Linked DNA regions of Callithrix jacchus: region 1 is linked to region 2. A link is a contact called in public Hi-C data. All regions are on one chromosome and are shown on one strand. Each heading gives the region's core, a stretch centred on a gene start, on an enhancer-like site or on the middle of the called end of the contact. The rest is flanking DNA. Distances are from core to core; before and after follow the strand shown. Region 1 overlaps ZNHIT3 (zinc finger HIT-type containing 3). Region 2 holds the start of ZNHIT3 (zinc finger HIT-type containing 3).

The links. Hi-C and Micro-C count contacts between places; a contact is called where the count stands out from the background.
Region 1: a Hi-C map of skeletal muscle shows a contact between it and region 2, with 10 times the contacts expected there. The contact joins the enhancer-like site here to the promoter of ZNHIT3 in region 2. A contact is called at or near these places in 3 of 3 Hi-C or Micro-C datasets (induced pluripotent stem cells and skeletal muscle).

What each region holds. Positions count from the first base shown.
Region 1 is chr5:96,751,503-96,756,637 of calJac240_pri, forward strand. It overlaps ZNHIT3 (zinc finger HIT-type containing 3), which reads left to right. Exons shown (of 11, transcript XM_078373744.1): 6 at 271-1,078; 7 at 3,108-3,402; 8 at 3,541-3,572. The coding sequence starts at 3,317. Among named protein-coding and RNA genes, the nearest start is that of ZNHIT3, 38 kb to the left of the region's middle. Within about 2 kb of position 3,514, at least 12 of the 16 cell types and tissues checked have an H3K27ac peak or open chromatin away from gene starts, as enhancers often do. A contact at or near this core is called in skeletal muscle, where this site is marked.
Region 2 is chr5:96,712,527-96,717,603 of calJac240_pri, forward strand. ZNHIT3 (zinc finger HIT-type containing 3) reads left to right here and starts at 3,160. Exons shown (of 11, transcript XM_078373744.1): 1 at 3,160-3,349; 2 at 3,843-4,015. LOC144582632 (a long non-coding RNA gene) reads left to right here. Exons shown (of 6, transcript XR_013535726.1): 5 at 1,181-1,329; 6 at 2,308-2,643.

The DNA of each region.
Region 1 (5,135 bases), core at 2,264-4,763, 39 kb after region 2:
TTCTTTTCTTTCCTTTCTTTTCTTTCTTTCTTTTTTTCTGGAGTCACCATCTGTACACTTGCAGGTAGGGGAGTCAGCATGGTTTGGGTGCAGGTGGGAGAGACTGAGCCCTGAAAATGATTAGGACTGTCTCTGGCCTCAGCCTCGGTGCACACATCACGGGACAAATCAGTCAGGCAGTGGTGATGTCCTCCACAGTGGGCAAATTTCTACGGGTGCCAGACAGCACACAGGATTTTATTTTCTTTCTCTCTCTTCCTTTTGAGACAGGGTCCTGCTCTGTCGCCCACGCTGGACACTCACTGCAACCTCCTCCTCCTGAGCTGAAGTGATTCTCCCTACCTCAACCTCCTGAGTAGCTGGCATTATAGACTCACATCATGCCCCCAGCTAGTTTTTGTATCTTTTTGGGTAGAGACGAGTTTTTGCCATGTTGCCCAGGCTGGTCTTGAACTCCTGGGCTCAAGCCATGTGCCTGCCTCGGCCTTCCAAAGTGCTGGGATGTACCAGCATGAGCCACTTTACCCGGTTGGGCACAGGAGTTTAAATTTAATTTTAAAACAAAAATTTTTTTAGAGACAGTCTTGCTTGGTCACCCAGGCTAGAGTGCAGTGGCATGATCTTGACTCACTGCAACCTTTGCCTCTTGAGTTCCAGCGATTCTTGTGCCTCAGCCTCCCTAGTAGTTGGGATTACAGGCATGCACCACCACACCTAGTTAATGTTTTCTGTTTTTAGTAGAGACAGGGTTTTGCTATGTTGCCCAGGCTGATCTTGAACTCCTGGCCTCAAGTAATCTGCCTGCCTTGGCCTCCGAAAGTGCTGGAATCACAGGCGTGAGTCACTGCACCTGGCCTGAATTTTTCTTCTTTAAGTTGGGTCTCTGTCTTTGTCACCCTGGCTGGAATGCAGTGGCACAATCATAGCTCACTGCAGCACTGAACTCCTGGGCTCAAGTGAGCCTCCAACCTCAACCTTCCATGTAGCTGGGACTACAGGCTGGTGCCTCCATGCCAGGCTTGGCAGAGGATTTAAGTGTGACCCTGGACAAGTCACTGGCCTTCTCTGGCCTTCCCAGGTAAGCTTGGACCTTCTGGGATGCTTCAAGTTCAAATTATTATTGTACAACTGTTGAATAATATGAGGAATGCTGCAGGTTACTGGGCCTGTGTGGACCTGTTTTGGATTCTTGGCTGGGTCTAGAGGTGGGAGGCTGGGGCCACTGTAAGCAGCACAGGCAGGTGGCCAGATGGCCTAGTAGCTTCAGCCCTGAGGACTGGACTGAGTTCTAAGGCCACCACGCCCAAAGGAAGGATCATTGCTCACTTCCTACTCGAGAAGCAGATGGCAGAATTGTTTTGGAGGGGTCTGGCTTGGGGCTTGGGACGTATGTTCATGTGGTCCAGATGGAGATCCAAGAGTTAGACTCTTTCTAGATATCATGTAGCACTTAAGATTAAACCTTTTTGCACATGGTCTCCTCTCTGCTTTACAACAGCTCAGTAAAATAGGTCCACACATCCACTCTAATAGATGAGGGAGCTCAGAGGGGGTAACCAACCCCTCCAGGTCACACAGCCAGGGAGGGGGTTGAGCCGTTTCCAACCACTGCCTTGGTTGTTGCAGATCCATCCCTGTAGACATATTTATTGAAGTGGGGGCCTGAAGGCTGAACAGCCAACACAGAAGAGGAGGTGCTTAGGGGTGAGGGCAATTTATGGCCCTTCAAGGGCCCAGTGCAGGTGGGATGGGAGCCAAGGTAAGGCTGGGCTATGCCCAGTTGTAAGCAAAGTTTCTAAACAAACCCATGACTTTGTCTAAATGTAAGTTTGTGGTGGCATTCAAGTCCCACCATCACCCATCTGTCCAGATTCATCTGCCTGGGATCCCTGTCTTGGGGCCAGTGGTTACTGGCCTGCTTCCTGGTCAATTAGCACACTAGGGCCGGGACTATGGGGAGGTGTGAGAAGCCTAGAGTGCAAAATTTAAGGAGCACTCACTCTCAGGGACGTGCAGGTGCAGGCTAGCTCTGGCAGGACCCTAAGAGTTAGTCTCTTCCCTCCCTGTTTCCCCATCCAACTTTCTCTCTAAGCATTAGGTTTCCAGAGGACAGAGACCACATCTTCATTAGAAGTCCTGGGGGGTCCCCAGCATTGAAGGGCTCACAGTTGGAGCTCAATAAACACTTGCCAGTGGCCAGCCTTATCTTTCTTTCCCAACTGAAAAATGGCCTAGGCTAGGCTGGGCACGGTGGCTCACACCTGTAATCCCAGCACTGTGGGAGGCCGAGGCGGGCAGATCACAAGGTCAGGAGATTGAGACCATCCTGGCCAACATGGTGAATCCCCGTCTCTACTAAAATCCAAAAATTAGCTGGGCGTGGTGGCAGGCGCCTGTAGTTCCAGCTACTGGGGAGGCTGAGGCAGGGGAATTGCTTGAAACCGGGAGGTGGAGGTTGCAGTGAGCCGAGATAGTGCCACTGCACTCCATTCTGGCAACAGAGTGAGACTCTGTCTCGAAAAAAAAAAAGGAAAAATGGCCTAGGCTGGGAAGGCCAGGTTCCTGTCTATTTTGCGATCCAAATGACTCTGACTTGCCCAGAGTGTGGACTTCTCCTTCACCAAGAATAAGCAGATGAGATGGGCAGAAGAATCGTAATGTCCCTGCAAGATTCAGGAAGTCTAAGCCAGAAAGTAAACGACTTTTTTTTTTCTTCGAGATGTAGTTTGGCTCTTGTTGCCCAGGCTGGAGTACAGTGGTGCCATCTCGGCCCACTGCAACCTCCACCTCCCAGGTTCAAACGATTCTCCTGCCTCAGCCTCCCGAGTAGCTGGGATTACAGGCATGCACCACCACGCTCGGTTAATTTTGTATTTTTAGTAGAGACAGGGTTTCTCTATGTTGATCAGGCTGGTCTCGAACTCCCGACCTCAGGTAATCCTCCTGCCTCAGCCTCCCAAAGTGCTGGGATTACAGGCCTGAGCCACCGCGCCCCCCGGCCTTTGTTTATGTTTTTTACATGCGGGGCAATACACCTGGAGTGTCGAATACTTGCTCCAAGCCACACGGCCGCATAAGGACAGGGCTACATAACAAGTTCTTCGAAGCTGTCATAGAATCAAGGAAAACCTGGGACGCAACTACTTGAGGCGCATCGAGTGTGTCGACGCTCTACTTACAAGGACTGGGACGGTGAGCAGGATCAATCCATTGCTTTTGCCTGCCTGCGGAGTGCTGATTGGTCCCCGCTTAGGAAACGGAAAAAGAGGTGGGCGCGCGCACGGTTGCGCGGGAAGCCGTCTCCTTCCCCGAGGCCATGGCGTCGCTCAATTGTAGCAGCATTGTGTGCGTGATCTGCTTGGAGAAGCCCAAATACCGCTGCCCGGCTTGCCGCGTGCCCTAGTGAGTGGGAAGGTCGCGGGGTCCGGGGGGTGCGGGTGTCGGGCCGCAGCGGGAGGGCGGGACGGCAGGAACCCGCGGGCTGCAGGAGAGGCCACGGGCTCTCGGTGCTGACGCGGCCTTGGCCCTCTCTTGTTACAGCTGCTCGGTGGCTTGCTTCCGGAAACACAAAGGTGAGTCCTCGTCCCCGCCAGCCCTCGGCCCCCTCCTCGCGCGGGGCAGCCCCCTAGTTCCACTGCCGTGTTGGCTGTGCATCGTTTACCTCCTCTCGTCTCCGTGGGTTCTGCAGGAGCCTTGTTTTCTCTGACTTGGTGTCATACGCCTCTTCCTGTGTGTCGGACAGTTTTCTGTGTTGTCCCTGCCTGTGATCGCACTCCGGATTTTGAACAGTCGGTAGCCTTTCTTCTACTCCGCCCTTCTGTGGAGGAACCTCCATGCTGTTTTCCATAATTACTATACCAATTTACGTTCCCAACAACAGTGTTTAAAGAGTTTCCTTTTCTCCATATCCTTGCCAGCATGTTATTTTTTGTTTTGATAATTGCCATTCTTTCTTCGGTGAGATGATATCTCATTGTGGTTTTGACTTGCATGTCCCCAATGATTAGTGATGTTGAACTAATTTTTTCATATACTTGGTGGTCATTTGTATGTCTTTTGAGAAGTGTCTATTCAGATCATTTGTCCATTTTATTTTTTTGAGACGGAGTCTTGCTCTTGTCGTCCAAGCTGGAGTACAGTGGCATGATCTCAGCTCACTGCAACCTCCGCTTCCCGGGTTCAGGTGATTCTTCTGCCTCAGCCACCAGAGTAGCTGGAATTACAGGTGCCTGCCACTTATTCCCGGCTAATTTTTGTGTTTTTAGTAGAGACGAGGTTTCACCATGTTGGCCAGGTTGGTCTTGAACTCCATTTTCTTTTTTTCTTTTGTTGAGACGGAGTTTCACTCTTGTTACCCAGGCTGGAGTGCAATGGCGGGATCTCGGCTCACCGCAACCTCCATCTCCTGGGTTCAGGCAATTCTGCGTCAGCCTCCTGAGTAGCTGGAATTACAGGCACACGCCACCGTGCCCAGCTAATTTTTTATATTATTAGTAGAGATGGGGTTTCACCTTGTTGACCAGGATGGTCTCGATCTCTTGACCTCATGATCCATCCGCCTCGGCCTTCCAAAGTGCTGGGATTACAGGCGTGAGCCACCTTGGGTGACCCATTTGTCCATTTAAATGTATTTTTGTTTTTTGGGTTTTTTTTTTTTTTTTTTTTTTTTTAGTGGCGAGCTTCTTGTATGTTCTGGATATTAACCCTTTGTCAGATGAATATTTTGCAGATATCTTCTCCCATCCTATAGGTTGTCTCTTCACTCTGTTATTCCCTTTATTGTACAGAAGCTTTGTCGTGTAATAGAATTCCATTTGCCTATTTTTGCTTTTGTTGCCTGTGTTTTGAGATTTTATTCATAAAATCATTGCCCAGACCAATGTCCTGAAGCATTTCCCCTGTGTTTTCTTATACTAATTTCAGTTTCAGGTCTTATATTTAGGTCTTTAATCCATTTTGATGTTTATATATGGTGACAGATAAGGATCTAGTTTAATTCTGCATATGGTTATCCTTACAGTTACTGTTTTCAATACTGTACCATTTATTGAAGAGTGCTTCCCCCCATATACGCTCTTGGTGCCTTTGTGGAAAGTCAGTTGGCTATAAATGTATGACTTTATATATGTCTGGGT
Region 2 (5,077 bases), core at 1,910-4,409:
GCTGCAGTGAGCTATGATCATGCCACTGCACTCCAGCCTGGATGACAGAGAAAGATCCTGTCTCTATAAAAAATTATATACAATATTATATATATGTGTATGTATATATATATATATGTACACATATACATATATAAAATATATTACATATAATCTCAGCAGGAGGGGTGGCTGAAAGAAGGCCTGGGTAGGTTTTGTAAAGAATGAGTTCACTGGACTCCCCTGCAAAACTCTACCTGTGGAACCGAGAGCGAAGGCCTTGCCACTTCCTCCCCACTAGGTGGGGCACAAGTGGCAAGTAGGCCAAGGATAAATGCTAGGGTGACATGAGGGTGTCCAGCCTGTTAAAATGGTCATTGCAGATGTCACACTGGCCTGGGAGCAGCAGGGCTTGGAAAACAGCTGCTGCCACCTGCCCGCCCTCATGGTCCCAGAGATAGGGTAAGCAGTAAATGATTCAGGGCAGGACTCCACAGCTGATGGTTTGGTTGGGCACAGCAGATTCAATTTTTTCTTCCCTTTTTTCTTTTGAGACAGAGTCTCGCTCTGTCACCCCGACTGGAGTGCAGTGGCGTGATCTTGGCTCACTGTAACCTCCACTTCCCAAGTTCAAGCGATTCTCCTGCCTCAGCCTCCCAAGTAGCTGCGACTACAGGCACGTGCCACCAGGCCTGACTAATGTTTTGTATTTTTAATAGAGATTGGGTTTCACTCTGTTAGCCAGGATTGTCTTGATCTCCTGACCTTGTCATCCACCCGCCTTGGCCTTCCAAAGTGCTGGGATTACAGGTGTGAGCCACCGCACACAGCCTCATTTTTAAAAATACAGAGTCTTGCTCTGTCACCCAGGTTAGTGCAGTGGCGTGATCTTGGCTCACTGCAACCTCCACCTCCCAGGTTCAAGTGATTCTGCTGCCTAAACTTCCTGAGTAGCTGGGACTACAGCTTGTGCCACCATGCCCAGCTAATTTTTTGTATTTTTAGTAGAGACAGGGTTTTACCGTGTTGGCCAGGCTGGTCTTGAACTCCTGGCTTCAAGTGATCTGCGTGCCTCGACCTCCTAAAGTGCTGGGATTACAGGTGTGAGCCACCATGCCCGGCCTAGCAGATTCTATTTTTAACAATCTTCCTTCTCTGTCCCACCTTGGAGCCCTCTTGATTTTGTCTGTTTATCTGGCAGGGCCTGCTGTGCTCCTTGGGGATGTGACCAGAGCTCTGAAGCACAGGCTCCCCAAGTATGCTCTTCCCTTGCTCCTCAAGTGTGGCATCCTCCCTCAGCTTGTATGTCTGGGCTTCATGTTCTGAGGCAGGAAACTGGATATTACTGAGGTACAGCCACTCAGCTGGGACCACGGGAGGCAGAAGCAGAGGGTGAGAAACAGGAGAGGACAAAGTGGGCACCTTCTCATCAAGGACTGGAGCCTAGCCTCGGAGGCCTCTTTCCTGCTGAATATGATCACAATAACAGAATAATAACAGTAGCTCCCAATTCTTGCCCATTTACTGTACATCTCTGAGAGGCATGCTGCAAGTAATTTATATGCATCATTTCATTTAATCCTTTCAGCAATCTGTGAGGTATGTGCTGTGATGATGTTCATTACACATATGGGGCTGGTAGAAGTTAAATTACCTAGACCACACTGTCAGAAAAAGCTAGGATTCCAACACAGCCTATCTGACTTCAGATGCCTCTCAGATATGTTCCTGGTCTTGCAGGAGTTTTTCTTGGTGGTGCTTCAAAGCCTCATGGAGCATGACCTCTCTGATGATCTCAAGACAAAACTCCGCAAAAGAACTCCAGCAGGGTATCAGGCTGGAGGGCTTGTGGGGGGTGGGGGGATGCATGTATAGAGGGTGGTTGGGTGCATTCTGGATGAACCAGAGTGCCAAGAGGAACTCCCCCAAACTTCCAAGGTCCTCTCAGGGTTGGACAGCCAGGAGAAGGTGGCTTCCTCAAAAAAAGAGGTACTGCTGGAGCTTGTCTGGACTGACTCCTTTCAGATCTGTGGGTAGAAGACAGCCAGTGGCTGAGCTGGGAGTTCAAGAGGAGCCCAGGAACATGCAGGCCTACAAGTCTGTCTCCATCCTGTTTGCTGGTGAGAGCAGCTTGGTGAGAGTACAGCTCCTCACTGGCCACCTGAGAGTCTGGTGGAAGTGACATAGCTCATAACTGGAGGGGCAAGGACCATGCCTGTTTCTCATAGGGGACACAGCACCAGCACAGTGTCAGATATGCAGTGCACCATATGTGTCTGTGGATAAACAATCCCCATTTTTCTTTTTCTTATGCCTCACTTTCCCCAGTGCTGGTGTCCTGGACTGAAGATCCTGGCTGGAGTGCATGTTACTGCCGACAAAACTTCAGAACACCAGGCAGGGCAAGACCAGTGACATCAGACTGAGATACAATGGCACTGATCCTGGATTTGCAGGGCCAGGATAAACAAGAGACTGTAGAGACCATTTTGTCCCATTCATTCTTTTATAGGCAGAACACAGACCCAGAGAAAAGAGATAACTTGTCCCAAGCTACCCCGTGAAGGAGGAGGAAGGCCAGGGATAAAGAGTGTGCTTCTAGAATCTTTATTTATTTATTTATATGAGACATAGTTTCACTCTTGTTGCCCAGGCTGGAGTGCAGTGGCGCAATCTGGACTCAGTGCAACCTCCGCCTACCAGGTTCAAGCGATTCTCCAGCCTCAGCCTCCAGAGTAGCTGGGATTACAGGCACCGCCACCGCGCCCAGCTATTTTTTTTTTTTTTTTTTTTTAGTAGAGATGGGGTTATACCATGTTGACCAGGCTGGTCTCGAACTCCTGATCTCAGGCAATCCTCCCGCCTTGGCCTCCGAAAGTGCTGGAATTACAGGCGTGAGCCACCGCGCCCTGCCGTTTGCTTCTAGAATCTTAACTCTTCGGGGTCAACCTCTCCTTCCACGCTGAGGAAACGGGATCTTCCTGCAACCCCCGAGACAACCGCCGAACAGTCACCCAACTTAGCGTTGGGGCCCGGACGTTCCGTCGATCGGATGTACGATGCTCGACTTCTAGGTCTTGAGTACAACGCAGGATAAATCGATTGGTCATCCCTGCCGGTCGCTGCCGAGCGCTGATTGGCTCGGGCTTGGGAAGTGCTGAAAAGGCCGGCGCGGGGGGCGTGCCTGGGGAAGGGACTCTAGCAGCGCTGAGCTGCCCGAGGGTGCCAGGTGCTGCCGCTGAGTGGGTGCTGGTGCGTGCGAGGCTCTCTCGAAGAAACCCAAATGCGTCGTGAGCCTGTCATGTGCCCCAGGGAGCACTGGAGGCGGGACAGGGGCTAAGACCTCCCAGTCTTCACTCCGTGTTGTCGAGTACGCATTTGAAATCGTTCCCCAACCTTGCAGTTCCTCCGAGGCCCTTCCCAGGCGCCCAGACTCTGTTGAGCCCATTGCTAAAACTCCTCGTTAGTCTTTACTACCCCTTCAGTCTCCGTTTTGAAGCAGCGGTTTTCAACCACTGCGCGTTTTAAAAAGAAGTCCATCGCAAGCCAAAAGCAGGGCGGGGTTCGCCACCTCTTCGTGCCACCCCTCTTTAGGGACACCTTAGGGTGGAGCGACGAGTCGCCCTTGACTGAGTAGTCCCTGCCCTTGCCAGGGCGATATTTCTGGAAATGCAGATTCGACCGAGCCTTGCACTAGTGAGAATTCAGTGGGTCCCTAGCACCTAGTGCAGCGGCTCCTAGCCTGAGTACTGCCCTCTTTCGGTGGGGAGGGGTTGGGTTTTTTTGTGGCATCCATGAATCTGATCTCCAACATTCCTCCACGTCAATTCCCACTACACCCAAATCCCTTACCCTCTACCTAGGCTTTCCAGCCACAGTGCTGGCTTGGGTGGGGGTGCGTGCAGTGCTGACACCAAAGTGGAGGTCCCTTGTTTCTGAGAGCGTCTCTTTTAGAGCAATGCAAACGTGAAATCCCTCCTGCCAAGAAACAATTTCAGCTCCTCCTGGATTAAAGCCTTTGAGAAACAAAGCTGAGGTAGGTAACGCAATTTAAAAAAAAAAAAACAACGAGTTTTAGGTAGACTAAGTGTAAAGAAAAGGAAGGAGTCTTGGGTGGGGAAGGGATTCAGGGCACTGGTAAGGACGCTCTGAATGAAGAGACCACCTAAACAGGCTTTGTGTCAGCAACAAGGCTGTTCATTCACTCGGGTGCGAGTGCGCTGAGTCCGAAGAAAGTCAGCAGAGGGTGGTGGGATAGGAGCTGGTTTTATAGGTTGGGGGTAGGTAATGGAAAGTTAGAGTTGAGGGCGGTTTTTTGCAAGTGAGTGAGGGGGACAGTGTCACAGGGTACACTGTCACAAGGTTGATCTATCAGTTTGAGGCAGGAACAGTGGTAGAATGTTGTAAAGTCGGTTAATCAGGCACTGCAGGAGCTAGCTATTCTTCTTTTGCGGTTTTTCTGTTACAGACTTTCTGGTTCTGGGAGGCCATCTGGAGGTGTACGTGTGGGTTGCCGTGGCTTGACTATGGTGTAGTCCATGGTGCAGTCAGTTCAAAGAACCTTTGCAGGCACTAGCTTCCTTATCCCTGAGCATGGGGGATGGGGGAGGGGATCATGTGTAGTCGTGGGAGGCATTGATAGAGCAACCTCATTCAGGGAAAGAAAAGTGGAGGAAGGAAGCAGAGTGAGGAAAGGCCATGGTAGAGTCTGGGGCTGTGGGGTGGACTTCTGGCAGGAGCCTTCTCCTGTCATGGCTTTGGGGCTGATATGGTTAGATGCCTTGTGTCCCCACCCAAGTCTCATCTTAAATTGTAATCCTCATAATCCCCACTTGTCAAGCTGGGACTACAGGTGCCCACCACCACCACACCCAGCTAATTTTTGTATTTTTAGTAAAAACAGGGTTTCACCACGTTGGCCAGGATGGTCTGATCTCTTGACCTCGTGATCCACCCACCTCGGTCCCCCAAAGTGCTAGGATTATAGGCATGAGCCACCGAGCCCGGCCAAAAATAACCTAATTTAAAAACGAGCAAAGGATATAAATAGACACGTCTTTACTTTTTTTTTTAATTTTATTTATTTATTTTTGAGATG